4 separate regions of the Mus musculus genome follow, and regions 2, 3 and 4 are each linked to region 1. A link is a contact called in public HiChIP or PLAC-seq data. All regions are on one chromosome and are shown on one strand. The core of a region is the stretch at or near the end of the contact, and the rest is flanking DNA. Distances in the headings are between cores, read along the strand shown.

The links. HiChIP or PLAC-seq counts read pairs in DNA pulled down with a chosen protein or histone mark.
Region 2: a contact with region 1 is called in an H3K4me3 HiChIP or PLAC-seq map of craniofacial prominence, with 4 times the contacts expected there. The contact joins the promoter of Ptk7 here to the promoter of Med20 in region 1. A contact is called at or near these places in 1 of 39 promoter capture datasets (liver), 1 of 484 Hi-C or Micro-C datasets (B cells) and 1 of 115 datasets of contacts at active chromatin or transcription factors (craniofacial prominence).
Region 3: a contact with region 1 is called in an H3K4me3 HiChIP or PLAC-seq map of bone marrow-derived macrophages, with 4 times the contacts expected there. The contact joins the promoter of Treml4 here to the promoter of Med20 in region 1. A contact is called at or near these places in 1 of 39 promoter capture datasets (hippocampal neurons) and 1 of 115 datasets of contacts at active chromatin or transcription factors (bone marrow-derived macrophages).
Region 4: an H3K27ac HiChIP or PLAC-seq map of the NIH/3T3 cell line shows a contact between it and region 1, with 3 times the contacts expected there. The contact joins the enhancer-like site here to the promoter of Med20 in region 1. A contact is called at or near these places in 4 of 39 promoter capture datasets (the 3T3-L1 cell line, cranial neural crest and liver), 1 of 484 Hi-C or Micro-C datasets (CD8 T cells) and 4 of 115 datasets of contacts at active chromatin or transcription factors (the NIH/3T3 cell line, bone marrow-derived macrophages, embryonic stem cells and 1 more).

What each region holds. Positions count from the first base shown.
Region 1 is chr17:47,610,027-47,613,424 of GRCm38.p6, reverse strand. Med20 (mediator complex subunit 20) reads right to left here and starts at 1,840. Exons shown (of 4, transcript NM_020048.4): 1 at 1,733-1,840; 2 at 308-462. The coding sequence starts at 1,746. It overlaps Bysl (bystin-like), which reads left to right and starts at 1,933. Exons shown (of 7, transcript NM_016859.3): 1 at 1,933-2,518. The coding sequence starts at 2,254. Gm20517 (predicted gene 20517) reads right to left here and starts at 1,840. Exons shown (of 9, transcript NR_157366.1): 1 at 1,733-1,840; 2 at 308-462.
Region 2 is chr17:46,627,638-46,631,035 of GRCm38.p6, reverse strand. It overlaps Ptk7 (PTK7 protein tyrosine kinase 7), which reads left to right and starts at 1,532. Exons shown (of 20, transcript NM_175168.4): 1 at 1,532-1,768. The coding sequence starts at 1,714. Klc4 (kinesin light chain 4) reads left to right here. Exons shown (of 16, transcript NM_001357130.1): 16 at 1-407. The coding sequence ends at 13.
Region 3 is chr17:48,262,476-48,265,873 of GRCm38.p6, reverse strand. Treml4 (triggering receptor expressed on myeloid cells-like 4) reads right to left here and starts at 1,579. Exons shown (of 6, transcript NM_172623.2): 1 at 1,434-1,579; 2 at 889-1,242. The coding sequence starts at 1,494. All of the region lies in intron 1 of Gm52308 (a long non-coding RNA gene), which reads left to right.
Region 4 is chr17:46,993,470-46,996,867 of GRCm38.p6, reverse strand. The region is part of intron 2 of Ubr2 (ubiquitin protein ligase E3 component n-recognin 2); the gene reads left to right. Among named protein-coding and RNA genes, the nearest start is that of Ubr2, 15 kb to the left of the region's middle. Within about 2 kb of position 1,702, at least 131 of the 459 cell types and tissues checked have an H3K27ac peak or open chromatin away from gene starts, as enhancers often do. A contact at or near this core is called in CD8 T cells, the NIH/3T3 cell line, bone marrow-derived macrophages and 1 more, where this site is marked.

The DNA of each region.
Region 1 (3,398 bases), core at 591-3,090:
GTGACTCTAGCTCCAGAGGATCTGATACCTCTAGCCTCCATAAGCACCCACACTTGTGTGCATATAGCCACACACAGGGGCACAAGTGCTTGTACACACACACATTTGAAAATAAAAACAAATCTTTAAACAAATAGATCAAACTGCAAACTGACCACCATAATATAAGATGGACCAAGAACGAATGAGGCCACAAACACATCCTGCCTCAGTCAGGACCGCTACCCTTGACAGAAAAGCAAGCAGATCCATTAACGTAAATACTCTAAGCCATGCTCCTCCCATCTGCTCTCAGCCATCTACTGACCTTGGCTGCCCAGGGTAGAGGCAGCTGTGTGGTAAGTCTCACAGTCCACACAAAATGTCCCTTGTTTCTCTGCTCCAAGCATCTCCAGTTTCTTGGTGAGGAGCTCCACTGTCTGCTGGAGACTCTTGCCCTCAGCCACAGGCATCTGGGACACACTGAGAAACACAACGCCAAGTCAGCAGGGTCCAGAGACACAGAGCTTCTGGCTAAGCCACTCAATTCCCCAACAGGTAACGGATCAGCAGGGCTAGGAGTTACTTAGACATCTCTGATCCCCACCCATCAGTCCCCAAGAGTTCCTGGAACTCACTTGGTAGACCAGGCTGGCCTGGAATTCACAGAAACTTGCCTGACTCTGCCTCCCAAATGTTGGAATCAAAGGCATCAGCCCTCAGATGGATTGCCTGACTCTTCCAAAGGCCCCAGGAAAGGCCCTGTCCTGTATCAACTTACTGCAAACAGGGAAACTGAACTCTAAATGACTCTGCTGTGATCTGTCTTCATTGCTCACAGGCATTCTTTACAGTAGGGTAGAAGTATGAGATGAGGCTCCTAGTGTCAACTGTGGCAAGAGCCTTCCTTTCACAGGGCAGACCTGTGGCCCCTGGCCTCCAAGCTTCTTTAACTGGAAAGAAGCACACCACTACCAAGACTTTTAAGTGCTGAGGCCGAGTACTTTAAAATTAATACCCAGAAAAGCACGGTGCCCAAACCTTACCAACTGCCTTTTTATCAAGTGAGACTTCAAACATGTTTAAGATAAAAGTCAATCAAAACTGTCTGAAGCCCAGGCGATGGTGGCTCGCGTCCGTTTCATCCGTGCGCTTGAGAGGCAGAGAGAGGCAGGTGGATCTCTGTGAATTCGAGTCCAGCCTGTTCTACAGAGTGAGTTCCGGGCCTCCCAAGCCTACACAGTGAGACACCCAGCTCGAAAAATTGTCTCTGCCTGGTACTCCGAACTCCAAACTCCCAACCGCTCCTTTCCTCCTACCTCTGTCACTAGCCCCAACACCTTAAAATGGCCAATTCAAAGTCTGTAACTGCAAGCAAAATAGAAAAGTCACTTTCTCCTCGCGCCACTCTTATCCCTTTCTGCGAACAACTCCTAATCTAGAAACCCTATTTCTAACCTTTGGGTGCTAGTAGCGACACTACAAGGCCTCAAGGACAGGAAGAGGTACCAAGAAAAAGGTACAACTCCTGGCGGGTCCTAGGGATGCGCTGCTCCCTTTGCCAAAGGGGTGTGTCTGGGAAGAGAGAAGTCCCACGCAGTGTCCCCCATCCACACAACCGGAAGACATCTTGGTCAGCCCCCCGAGGAACCGAGAACCTCGGTCAAAATCCCTTTCCCCGGGCCATCACAGGCCCACAGACACCTTCACGACCCTATATGCTCCGTCACCACAGAAGCCCTTCAAGTCCTACCACGTCACTCCCATAGCGAAGGATCAAAAGGTGGCGCCTCCAAACCCTCGAACTCAGAGACTCCAGACCTTCACGCGAACGGCGGCCCCCTAAACACAGGAAGCAGTCGTTGATCGACCGCCGGAAATGCGCAAATACTGAGCGCCGCGGCGACACGCCCACAGGGAGCGCCATCTCTGGTACCCAGTGGTGACATTTCTAGAACGTCATCGACTCGGCTCCGCCCCCAAGGCGTCCAACGGGTTGACAGGACGCCCTAGGCTACTTTCATGAATTCTGGAAAAGGGTGACTTGGACATCCACCTTTCTAATGAGATTACCTGAGAATTTGGGGGCTCCTGCTATAGGTCCCGAAGCTCTTCCTGAGAGTAATAGATGAGGAACTTCCGGCCTCCTAACGCTGGGGGGCACTGTGATCTCTCAGTGGCCTCTTGGCGATCGGAACACACAGCGCAAGCGCAGTATCGGCTTTTTAGCCGGCTTCACACGTGTGAACCTGGTGGGCAATTTTTTCGGCCAAAATGCCCAAATTCAAGGTGACACGTGGGGCCAGCAATCGGGAGAAGCATGCACCTCTGGCCGAGCAGATCCTGGCTGGGAACGCAGTGCGCGCGGGGACCCGAGAAAAACGGCGGGGGCGTGAGGTCGAAGAGGAGGAAGAGTATGTGGGACCCCGGCTAAGCAGACGGATTTTGCAGCAAGCCAGACAACAGCAGGAGGAGCTCGAAACTGACCATGGGGCTGGTGATCGGTCAGCACCACCGCGAGAGCGCGCCACGCGGCTGGGTGAGTGACAAGGGGTGGAGTCGTGAGTTGGGCCGGTCTGACACCCCATCAGAATACTTTACCGGCGTGTTCCTCCACTTCCACTCCTGAATTCCAGAATTCAGAGTTAAGCCAACGAAAAGTGATCTCTCACACCAGTTCTAGCATTATTTTATTTTAGGTTTTTTTCGAGACAGGGTTTCTCTGTATAGCCCTGGCTGTCCTGGAACTCACTTTGTAGACCAGGCTGGCCTCGAACTCATAAAGCTGCCTGCCTCTGCCTCCCAAGTAAAGGCGGGTACCACCACCACCTGGTGGTCTAGCATTTATTTATTTATCCTCTGGGCGTTTGAAGTATTTGTGGACTGCCTGCATAATGTTTTGAGCTGTGTTAAGTTTTTAGGCAGTTTTGATACAGAAATAAGATATTCGTTCCTCCTGATAACACCGGAAGTCTAGCTCAAGGCACCCATTAAATAGAGTTACATATTCCAAGCAGGAGTGGCGAGGCTCACCTGTAATCCCAGCACTCGAGAAGCAAGGCAGAAGACCTTCTTGGCTATATAGTAAATTTCAGATTAACGAGCCCTGTCTCTCAAGAGAGAGGAAAAAAGTGATGATATTTCTATTTAAACAAAAAAGCAGATGAACATTAATTCTACATGGTGGGTATCCCAGATTTCATGTCCTTCGAATAAGACCTGAAAAGCAAGTGGGGACTGTCCCTGTCCCAGCGACAGGGGAGGGGAAACAGTATTGTTTACGGGCTAAAAGGGGGAAGAGGGGTGGGTACTGCCACCTGTCTCACTGGGGAGGAATTGTTGTTCACCTCCCAGTTGCTTAATCTTCCATTCTTATTTCTCCTAAAAAGCAATATTGACACATTTGAACATGGTTTTGG
Region 2 (3,398 bases), core at 283-2,782, 980 kb after region 1:
TTCAAGTAGCTGACATTCAACTCCCTCTTTTAGTCTGCTGGGTCCCCACAGCCCTTACAGCATTCCCCATGGCTCCTGTCTCTTCCCCAACTCAATAGGATGGTGAAGAGGGAGCGGTGTATGTGGTAGATTGCTGCTTCTAGGGTCTAGGCTCCTTCCCTGGGAACCCCCCTTCGGAAGGGCCCTCAGGATAACATGATCTCTACTTTGGAGTCCTCTAGAGTAGCTGACTGAGGCTCCCAAGGTGGGAGAAAGTGGGTCTGCACCTCAGGGATGCGCCTGATGCTGGCTCTTCTGTCAGTTTGGGGCTGGCCAACTGGGCTGCCTTGCCCTGGTCTCTTTTACCCTCTGCTGCCTCACTACAGGTCCACATATTTCACTGTTTCTTTAATAAATGAACCAGGTAACATTTTGTGTTCGGAGTCTTCATTGAAGACGTTGTTCAGGACCCTTCCTAGAAGGATGAGGGCAGTGGTAGTGTGCAGGACTGTTGAATTCTTGGCTCAATGGTTCCCTCCGTGTTTGTACCCTCTTTAGCAGGGCCTGGAGGAAGACTTCTGGGGGATGGGGAATGAGGCACACAAGAAGAAGGTGCTGTGGACGGGGTTGTCAGGGACATGTGGTGGCCATGTGGCAGGACCCTGGAGTCCTGGCGCCACTTCTCCTGCCTGTGAGGCCCTCTGTGGCTTCCTTCCCCCCTCCCAGCTGCTTGGGGGAAGGGAGGTCTAAGCAGGCCTGGGGGGCCCTCCAGAGCCAGAAGGGGGACAAGGCGCTATCCATCCTCTCTTGCATATCCTGGAGGCCTGTCAGCAGCTGGGGCCCATCTTCTAAAGCTTGACTTCTTCTGACCCGCCTCCCACACCCCTTGCTGCTTTCACAACAAAGAAAGAATGTGGGGGTGGTGGCGCTGGGGGTGGAGGGTGCCTGGAACAAGGGCTGCGTTGGGCCTCCCCACAGCTGGAGATTTGGCCATGCCCTGACACAGCCCAGACTGCTTGGAGATGGACTTGGGATGTATGTCTGTTTAATAGCTCTCGCTGGGGGTTGGAGCCCAGGGTTTCTACCTTGGGTTCAGATTTGTCCAGTGTCACGCACGCCCCTCCCCCTCCCTGGCTACATCTGTTCCACCGGGCACCACAGCTGTGCCCTCCTTGTCTTCTGAGACATCCTGGCTATGTCCTCCTTGCCTTCTTCTGAGACACCCTGCTGGTCTGTCTCATGCAGCACTTTGGGTTGCTTAACTCCAGCAACTTGGAGAATTCTGGGCAAACTATTGCTCCAGATCTCCAGGTAGGTTCAGAGGGCCTAACGGAGTTCTGAGAGTCACTTTGGTTCTCTTGCGTCCCAGTGGATAGATTAGGCGGTGGGAACAACACCCAGGTCTCCGGCACTCCCCTAAGACGGCCACTGCTGCTCCCCCCCCCCCCCATCATTCCCCAGATCCTTCTTTCTATTGCCAGCTCCTCCCCTCGACGGCGGGGAAGGGGGCGTCAGGGGGCGGGGCGCCGTGCAGGCGGAGAGGAGGGGGCGTCGGGGGCGTGGCTTGGCTGCGGCGGCGGCGCGCTCGAGGGCTTGGATGTACGGGGCGCGCGCGGCTCCAGCTCCGGACGCCTCGGGCTCGGGCTGTAGCTGCTGCGGCGGCCCCCGCGCTCCGGTCCGCGCGCCCGCTCGCCGTGTGCCTTGAACCTCGCTGCTCGTCTGCAGCCCGCCAGGATGGGAGCCCGCCCGCTGACTCTGCTCAGAGCCCTGCTTCTGCCGCTGCTGGCCGGTGAGTCCCCCGAGAACCGGGAGGATCCGAGCTGTGCTTTGAGAAGCGCGGGAGTCCCGGGGGCTGGAAGGGCCCTGGAGAGGTGGGCTGGGCAGTTGGGGAGGTGGAGAGGCTCGCTAGGGGCTCGAGGATCCTGGGTTGGCGACGCCCCCTACGCGGTGGCGACACGGTGCACTGGGGCGCGGGGACGCGTTTGCTGTGAGTTCTCTCCGCCCGATCCGAGAGTTTGCTCGAGCGTTGCCCGGAGTCGCTGGCTCCCAAGCTCTGCTAAGATCTCCCTTTTGGAGAAGCAGTGCCCTCCCATCCCGTGAAAAGGTGCGGACGCGGACACCCAGGAATGCCCCGGGCCTTGGAGCCCAGATGAGGGGGATAGGCCTGGCTCCCGATCCCGTCCGAGCTGACATGGGGCGCGCCTGGCGCGGAGCTTTGTTACCTATGCCGGCCCGACGCGCCCGGGTCCCTCCCTGCAAGTTCCGGGGCAAAGCTGGAACCCCAGATGGCCCTGCGGGTGAGGGCAGGTTAGACTGAGAAGTGCCTAATCTTCTCCTCCAACTAGGCCTTGAGCCTACTCGGTGCCAGGGTCGTATCCCTGGAGCGGAGGGTCCCAGGCTGTAGTGGTGACTAATGAGTGAAGGCCGCTGCCAAAATCGGGCATGGCCGGCTTGCCAAGGTGCGGACGGGCTTTGCTTTGCTGTTTCCTGGATTTCCATCCTGTCCGTGTGTCCGTGTTCTCGGAGGAAAGGATTGTCTCTCTTCCTAAGGGCAGAAAGGCAAAGAGAGAGATAGAACGAGAGAGAGAGAGAGAGAGAGAGAGAGAGAGAGAGAGAGAGAGAGAGAGAGCGCCCAACTCTGGCTTTTCGTGAAGGGTCTCTCTACTTTGGTGAGGGTGTGGCCCCCCCGCCCCCCCCCCCCATCTCCAGGGCAAACAAGGGGCACCCTGTCCCGCAGACTTTTATTTCCTGGCTGATCACACCTGAGAGTCGGTCACAACTAAGGTGTTGTAAGTGACTTAACCGGAAATCGCCAAGCCACCCATATACCCAGTCTGCTGGTCCAAATGACTCCCTCCTTACCTTCCAAGACAAAACTACCAGTGGTGGTCTGCGGAAACAGCCCTCCTTGGGGAGACAGTCTGCGGGGGTGGGGGTGGGGGTGTCTTAGTCCTTAACCTAAAAAGAACTTACTTAGCCTTCTCTTTAATGAGTTCTAGCCGGGAGGGCAGGGGCAGGGAATTGTATACTGTCATCTTCCTGACCAGCTGTTGAGGGTTTAGGGACCAGAGAATGAAAGTCTTTCCCACCCCCAGTTATAAAGAGGTAGGCATAGCCTAAAAACCAACCCTGGGGTCTCTTAAGCTGGTGTTCCTAAGTTGTCCTGTGTTCCTTATGTGTGGGGTAGTCATTGCTCATGGCAAAGTCCTGCATCTGCTCCCAGAGGAAGTATGTAAGGTTTTGTTGTTGTTGTTGTTGTTGTTTTGTTTTTTAACACAGCCAGGATGAAGGCCCAACCATATGGGCAGGCAGCCCCAGCTCACAGGCCTCCTCGGCTGGCTGCTGGGTTTTGGTGTGTGTGGCTCTGCTAGATGTAGCTGTATTTGCTGCTGCGGTTTAGCTTTCTGAAGTCAAAGGCA
Region 3 (3,398 bases), core at 330-2,829, 650 kb before region 1:
TTACTTAATCTCCTGCTGTTTTAGGATGAGGTGCTAAATGCCCGAGACTGCAGTTTCTAGCCTCTGAGGACACAAAAGTCAGGTCAGCTACAGTAGCAAAGTAACTTAGACTTAGACAAGTCAACTTTTTATTATTATACAACAACTCTAAGTATCTCGCAAGACAAAAGTCTTACCCTATGCCAATCCTTTTCCCCCTCTGCTGACTCAAGGAGAAGCGAGAACAAAAAAAGAGGACCATGCCAGGGTTGGCCCCTGGTAAGGAAGACCTCAGGGGCCCTTGTGCCAGTAGAAATTTGTAACTCAGGTCTGCCTAAGTAAGAAAGCAAGTAGGAGGGCTGAAGAGATAGCTCAGCCATTGAGAACACAGATTCTTGCAGAGAATCTGAGTTTGGTTCCAAGCATCCACATTGAGTGGTTCACAGCAACTTATGACTCTAGCTGCAAGAGGCTCCTAGTCGCTGGTTTCCATGGGCACTGGCACACATGTGGCATGTGCCCATGAGTGCACATAATTTAAAATAAAAACATTTCAACTTTTTTTTTGAGACAGAGTCCCACTATGTAGCTCTGGCTGGCCTGGACCTCACTATTTAGACTAGGCTGGCCTCAAACTCAGATCCACCTGTCTCTGCCTCCCAAATGTTAGGATTAAAGTTACACAATGCTAGTGTAAACTAACTAAGAGTCAGAGAGAGACTCCAAGTGCCTACCCCATGAAACCTAAACATTCTTTCTCAATGAGGAGCCAAGCATGACCGAGATGGGAAACTGTCTCTCCTCAGTCAGATCAGGTGTCAAAATTAGGGGGTCACAAAGAGAAGGGATCAGGGATATGTATTGTGCTTGGTCTGTAGAAGAGGGTTGTATCCCCAAGAAAGGCCTTACCTGGCGACACCACCAGGCTGATGTTTCTGAGAACAGTTACTTCTCTGAGGGAAGGATAATATGGACCACACCAGTAGAACGCTGAGTCATCCTCTGTTAGTTGAGTCATGGTGATGTTGAAGAAGCCAGCTTCAGGATCATCCCAGATTGTGTGCTGTAATTCCCTGGCTGCTTTCCGAGGCTCAGAGGTAGTGACCACTCTCGTACATTTACTTGGGGCTGTTTGCCGACACCACGTTTTCAGCACATAGGACTCCTCCTTAGGCTTGTATTGGCACTGCACGGAGAGGCTCTGTCCTACCATTCTATGAAGCTCTTCAGATACTGTGGACCCCCAGACACCTGGACAACAAACTGTCAGGTCAGAGGTCAGAGCTCTAGCTGTATGCATTCGTTTCTGGGGCTAGGGAAGCCAAGAGGCAATGACTTCCAACACTCAGACGCACAACATGGCCCCAAAGCCAGCCCTGGTCACAGGGTCAGCCTGGTTCCTTGTCCTTTTATCTATCCCACCTCTCAAACCCTTGTACAGGGAATCATCTCACCTGAGGCCAGGAACACCAGCTGCACAGGGACCAGGAGCAGTTGTGAGTACCTCCAGGCCATACCAGTCCAGATTCTGTCAGTAGAGGAGAGGAGAAAAGGAGGAGACCTCTGAACTAGGCAAGTCTTCCCCTAAGTCTCATCATCTGTGAGATGTAAGAACCAAGGAAGATCAGAGCTTTGATTGGGGAAGTAGCCAGTCTGGGAAGGCGGGCTTATGGACCCATAAGAGGAACAGTGGCCAGGCCTGGACTGGGGACTCCTAACTGCAGGGTCCATCTCGTGGTTGACCTAGGTAGATAGGTTCTGTGGACACATGAGAGGAACAGTGGACAGGCCTGGACTGGGGACTCCTAACTGCAGGGTCCATCTCTGGCCCTCACTCTTCACCCCTGCTCATCCGTGTCCCATCTCAGCCATTCCACACCACCCACCAATCACACTCCTCCATTATTGCTACAAAAAAAAAAAAAAAGAACATTGTAGAAAACAATATGAGAAGTAAGAGGCCTGTTCCTCTTTTCTTTTTCCCTGAGAAAGGTCAAAGGTCCCTAGAGGTGTGCCCAGAGTCCTGGGAATCCCCATCACTAAGATAAGTCAGGGCCCTCACCTCCAGTATGTTGTCATCCTGGAAGGTTTGTAAGCCACCAGACTCCAATGCCAGAGTGTAAGGATGGTCCCTTGGAAAGGGGGAAGTGGGGCTACTGGGAGGTAGAGAACAATGAGAAAGAATTGTCAGAAGGGAAGTCAAGAGGGAGGGACCTCTTAAGGGTGAGAAAGGAAGCAAGGGAATTCATGACCATGTTAAAGGACATGTGAGTGGGAGAGTGAAACCTATGAGAAAAATTATCTCTCATTAACATCTCACCTGCAAAACTGTGTGGAAGAAAGGGTGACCCAGGCTGGGTCTCCAGGGTTTAAACCTAGCTCGACCAGAAAACAGGCTGCCTTTCACGGTCCCACAAACTGTCAAGATCTGAGAGACTGAAAGTGGAGTCAACAATCAGTAGCAACCAGTTAGGGAAGGTATATGCACACCACATCAAGGGAACCTCAGTCTTTCACTGGCGAGCCCACAGTAGCAGCTGGGATACCACTGGCTATCAGAACACCTAAATTCTTATTGGTCTTCATGCATCTGCTCCACTCCCAGGGACTCTAGGGACCTCCTATGTAGCAGTTGATGGATGGCAAAGCAAAGAATAAAAAAATCTAATGGCCCTGCCTTGTACTTATGAGGGAACCAGAAGTGTGGGATATAAACGTCATTTGTTTGAGTTGGTTTGCAGAGCTGGAAATCAAACCTAGAGCCTTGTACATGCTAGTAAGAAAACAGCTCGCCATTCCACCAAGCTACATCCCCAGCCAAAGCTTTAGTTATAAACTCAATCTTATCTTCCCTGAATTACTGAACCGAAGTATTGGAATCAAATTTTATTTTTTCTAACGTCGTCACACAAGAGACTGAAGCAGTTAAGAAAAAGCATGTGTTGCTTTTGGAGAGGGCCAGGGTTCAGCTCCTGACAACCATGTCAGGGGGGCTAACAACCACCTCTTACCGCAGTTCCAGGGGATCTGACGCTCTCTTCTGGCCTCCTCGGGCATCCATATGAACAAATCCACACAAAGATACATACACTTATTCATAAGTAAAAACAAGTCTTACACTACACAAGATATTTAGGAAAATACTTTCTTCTTCATGGAGAACATTGAGATGCGTCATTATACATTTGTCAGTATCCAGAGAGTGCAAGACACCAACAGCAGATCCCAAAGAAGCTAGTCTGAGCTGATGGTGCCATGTCAGTGTGAGTTTACCCAGTGTAGCAAATGCACACTGTTCTGTAGGGACAGTGCTGTAAAGGGAAGATCTGTGCATGGGGAAAGGCTGGGAGGGAAGGTTTTTTTGTCTGTTTGTTTTTGTTTTTAGCTTCCTTTCATTTCTATAATAAAATGCACTAACA
Region 4 (3,398 bases), core at 453-2,952, 620 kb after region 1:
GGACTCTCTCCTTGGGTTTGATTAATTTGCCGCATGGAATTGTATTTCTTGAGCTACTATAAATCACGTTGCAAAGAATACAGATAGAATGATGTGCGGGGCAGGATATGGGAGGCAGGGTGTGCCTGTGCCTCCCTTGGGAGCTCAGCATCCTGTAAGCTCTGTGTGCTGCAGCCTTTCTGGGTTTCAGGGAATGGCCGAGAAGCTCGGGAGCATGATTGGACAGCAAGGGTGAGACCCAATGCTAACACTAGGCTGAGGGATAAACCCAGCAAAGTCTGTCTATGGCCTCTTCTCAGCCTCTGCAGCATTTCCTGTAGGTGCTGTGGGGCAGGAACGCTTCTGGAATCTCCATTAGGATCCACTTAGCTACTCTCAAGTTTCTTTATGGCTATCTTCAGGACAGAAAGGCTGGGATGAGTGTCCTTCCAGTTCTGGTAACCTGGCTTAGAAGGGAAAACAGGTTTGGCAGGAGAAGGTCAGAAGGAGTTTGTTTTCTGAGGCCTGAGGCACCTCCGTGTTATTCAAGCCACTAGGAAGGCACAGGCGGGGAACATGTGTGTCATATCACACCAGGCCTCTGACTACCAAGCCCTTGTTCATTCTTGCCTGCCTTTTATTCTCACATGCCAGTGTTAGTTGTTGTTTCACTCATATTTAATAAAATGTGGGAAAATGGGCTCATGTCTTGTTTTTGTTTTTTTTTTTTTTGTTTTTTTTTCAGCTAAATTCAGATGTGTAGACATGCACTTTTTTTGTTAAAAATAAATCACGGAGGCTGGAGAGCGGCTCAGCAGTTCCGAGCACTGTCTGCTGAGGACTCAAGTTTCCTTCCCAGCATCCATGTCGGTCTGCTTGAAACCACTTGTAACCCCAGTTCCAGGGAGGCTAACTCACCTCTGTCCTATGCAGGCTAGTGCACTCGAGGTGCAAATACCCACATTTAGATACACAGAAATACATATAATTTAAGATACTAAAAATAAGTATTGGAAAACATGTGATATGCTGGTGATGGCTCAGCAGGAGTGGGTCTTTGTCATCAAGCCTTAACCCAAGTCAGATCCTCAAGACCACGTGATGGAAAGAGAGGACTGACAGCTGCAGGTCATCTCTGACCTCTGCATGTGCACTGTGGTACAGAGGCTTGCTCACACACACACACACACACACACACACACACATATCTATAAATAAAAAAGTGTTTTTGAGTATTCTTCTTTTATTTTAATGGATTATTTCTTGTGACCACTGAAACTTAGAAGTGTGGCCTGTTGTTTGGAACTGTCATCCCTAGTAAAGGCTGGGGAGTTTCTGAGATGGAGAAAGCAAAATAAGACCTCGATACGGTTTCCTAGGTTGTCAGCCCTAGAGAAAGAATTGTGGGGTAAGAATCCCAAAGTAGGAGATGTTGATGAATTTTACTGCAGAGAGAAGGGGGGCATGCTGGCCTCCAGAGAACTGTGCTGCTGGAGTACGGGACCCCTGTCTTATGGACACACTAGGTGGAGGAGAGGAAGGAGTTCAGGTGACCCATTCTAAGACAGGTGCCGTTTGCCCCTGTACGCTTCACTCTTTCTGTCCTTACATGGGGTTTTCACGTGTGTCAGGTGCATGATGGGAACAACTAGTTTGCAAGGCTGGCCATCAGCACAGCTGGCCACGCTGTGTCCAGCCCCTGTGGGCGGTGCTGTGGGTTAATGTTGCAGCAGCCACAGGATGGCCTGCTGTAACATAGCTCTGAGGTTGCATCAGCAGCCAGCCTCCATGCAGTTTGACCCTTCGTGGGAAAGCAAGTTGTCTTGTGGTACTGCCCTCTTTTACCACAAAGTACACGCAAAGGTACTTTGCCACATAGCACACTTGGGCTGTGGAAAGAGATGTTGGTAACTTAGCAAGATGGACTTGTCTTGAGCTCACATCCCCTGTTATCCCAAACTGGGCTGCCCTGTGAGTCCTGTTTCCCAGCTGCAGATGTGAAACATGTATCTAGTGCCTCAGGCAGAACAACAAACATTGTCGGCTCCCAGGGCTACTGCTGAGAGTGCTGGGACAGTACAAAGGTGACATTTTGCTGCTCACTCTGTTCCTTTTTTATTTTATGTATGTGACTACACACTTTAGCTGTGCAGATAGTTGTGAGCCTTCATCTGATTGTTGGGAATTGAATTTAGGACCTCTGTTCTCTCCAGTCGGCCCCATCTGCTCCAGCCCAAAGATTTATTTATTATAAATACGTACACTGTAGCTGTCTTCAGACACAGAAGAGGGCATCGGATCTCATTACGGGTGGTTGTGAGCCACCATGTGGTTGCTGGGATTTGAACTCAGGACCTTTGGAAGAGCAGTCAGTGCTCTTATCCGCTGAGCCATCTCTCCAGCCCCCACTGTTTCTTTAGTAGTGCTGTTAGTTGTATGTTTCCAATTCTCGTTCAGTCGCATTTACTTGTCAACTAGCTACTCTGGAGAGTGTTCTTCAGGTTAGGTATAGAAAACCCAGCCATTCTGGGTTTGCAGCCTCAAATATTCCCTCTGCCTTAGAACATGAGGCATCTGTGTCTCATAGGAACATTTGCTGCCCCATTCTTTGGGAAATTTTTTATTTATTTAACTATAGACAAGCAAATCCGCAAACTGTCAGAGCTGTCTTGATTATTATGGATACTAAACATAATTGCCTTTATGCACTAGAGGTGAGACTGAGAGAAACCCATCCAGACGGGGAAATCCAGAAGAGATAGTTATGAATCTAAGAACACCAAGGAGCCAAATAATGAAAACCTTTCATCCCAACACTTGGGAGGCAGAAGTGGTCAGATCTCTGTGGGTTCAAAGCCAGCCTGGTCTACATAGTGAGTGCCAGGGCTGTACAGAGAGGCCTCGTCTCGGAATAAAGGAAACAGTAACATAACAGCACTCTCTGGCCTCCACTTTAGATGCAACTTCCACAAAAACTTGCAAACTCTGACTTAGGGGTTTGCTTAGCTTCCGGGGTCAGTGTTCCTGGACCTGTGGAGCAATGGACCATTCCAGTCGCATGTGTGCTCACGGGCTCCTCGCACGCTCCAGTGTGAAGCGGAAACCTTTGTGCTGATTGCATTGAGTGAAGATCCAACAGATTTTTGGGGAGTGGCATCTGCTGTTTTGTCACTGGTAGAATCCTTGTTGTTGTTGTTACAGGTATTTAGTAACTCTTCTTAGTTCTTACTATGACCTGGCCAGCCCCCCAGCAATCAAGTCAAAGTCATATTGATTTAGTTAGCTTTAGTACAATTACTGGATAGTTATTCCTAAACTGGTTCTCTATGCTAGGTTGGCTATTTCTCAGCTGCACTGCCTAAGATACTTGCTGTTTGAGTCTCACCTGGGTTATTTCTGCTCCATCAGTCTTTCCTCAG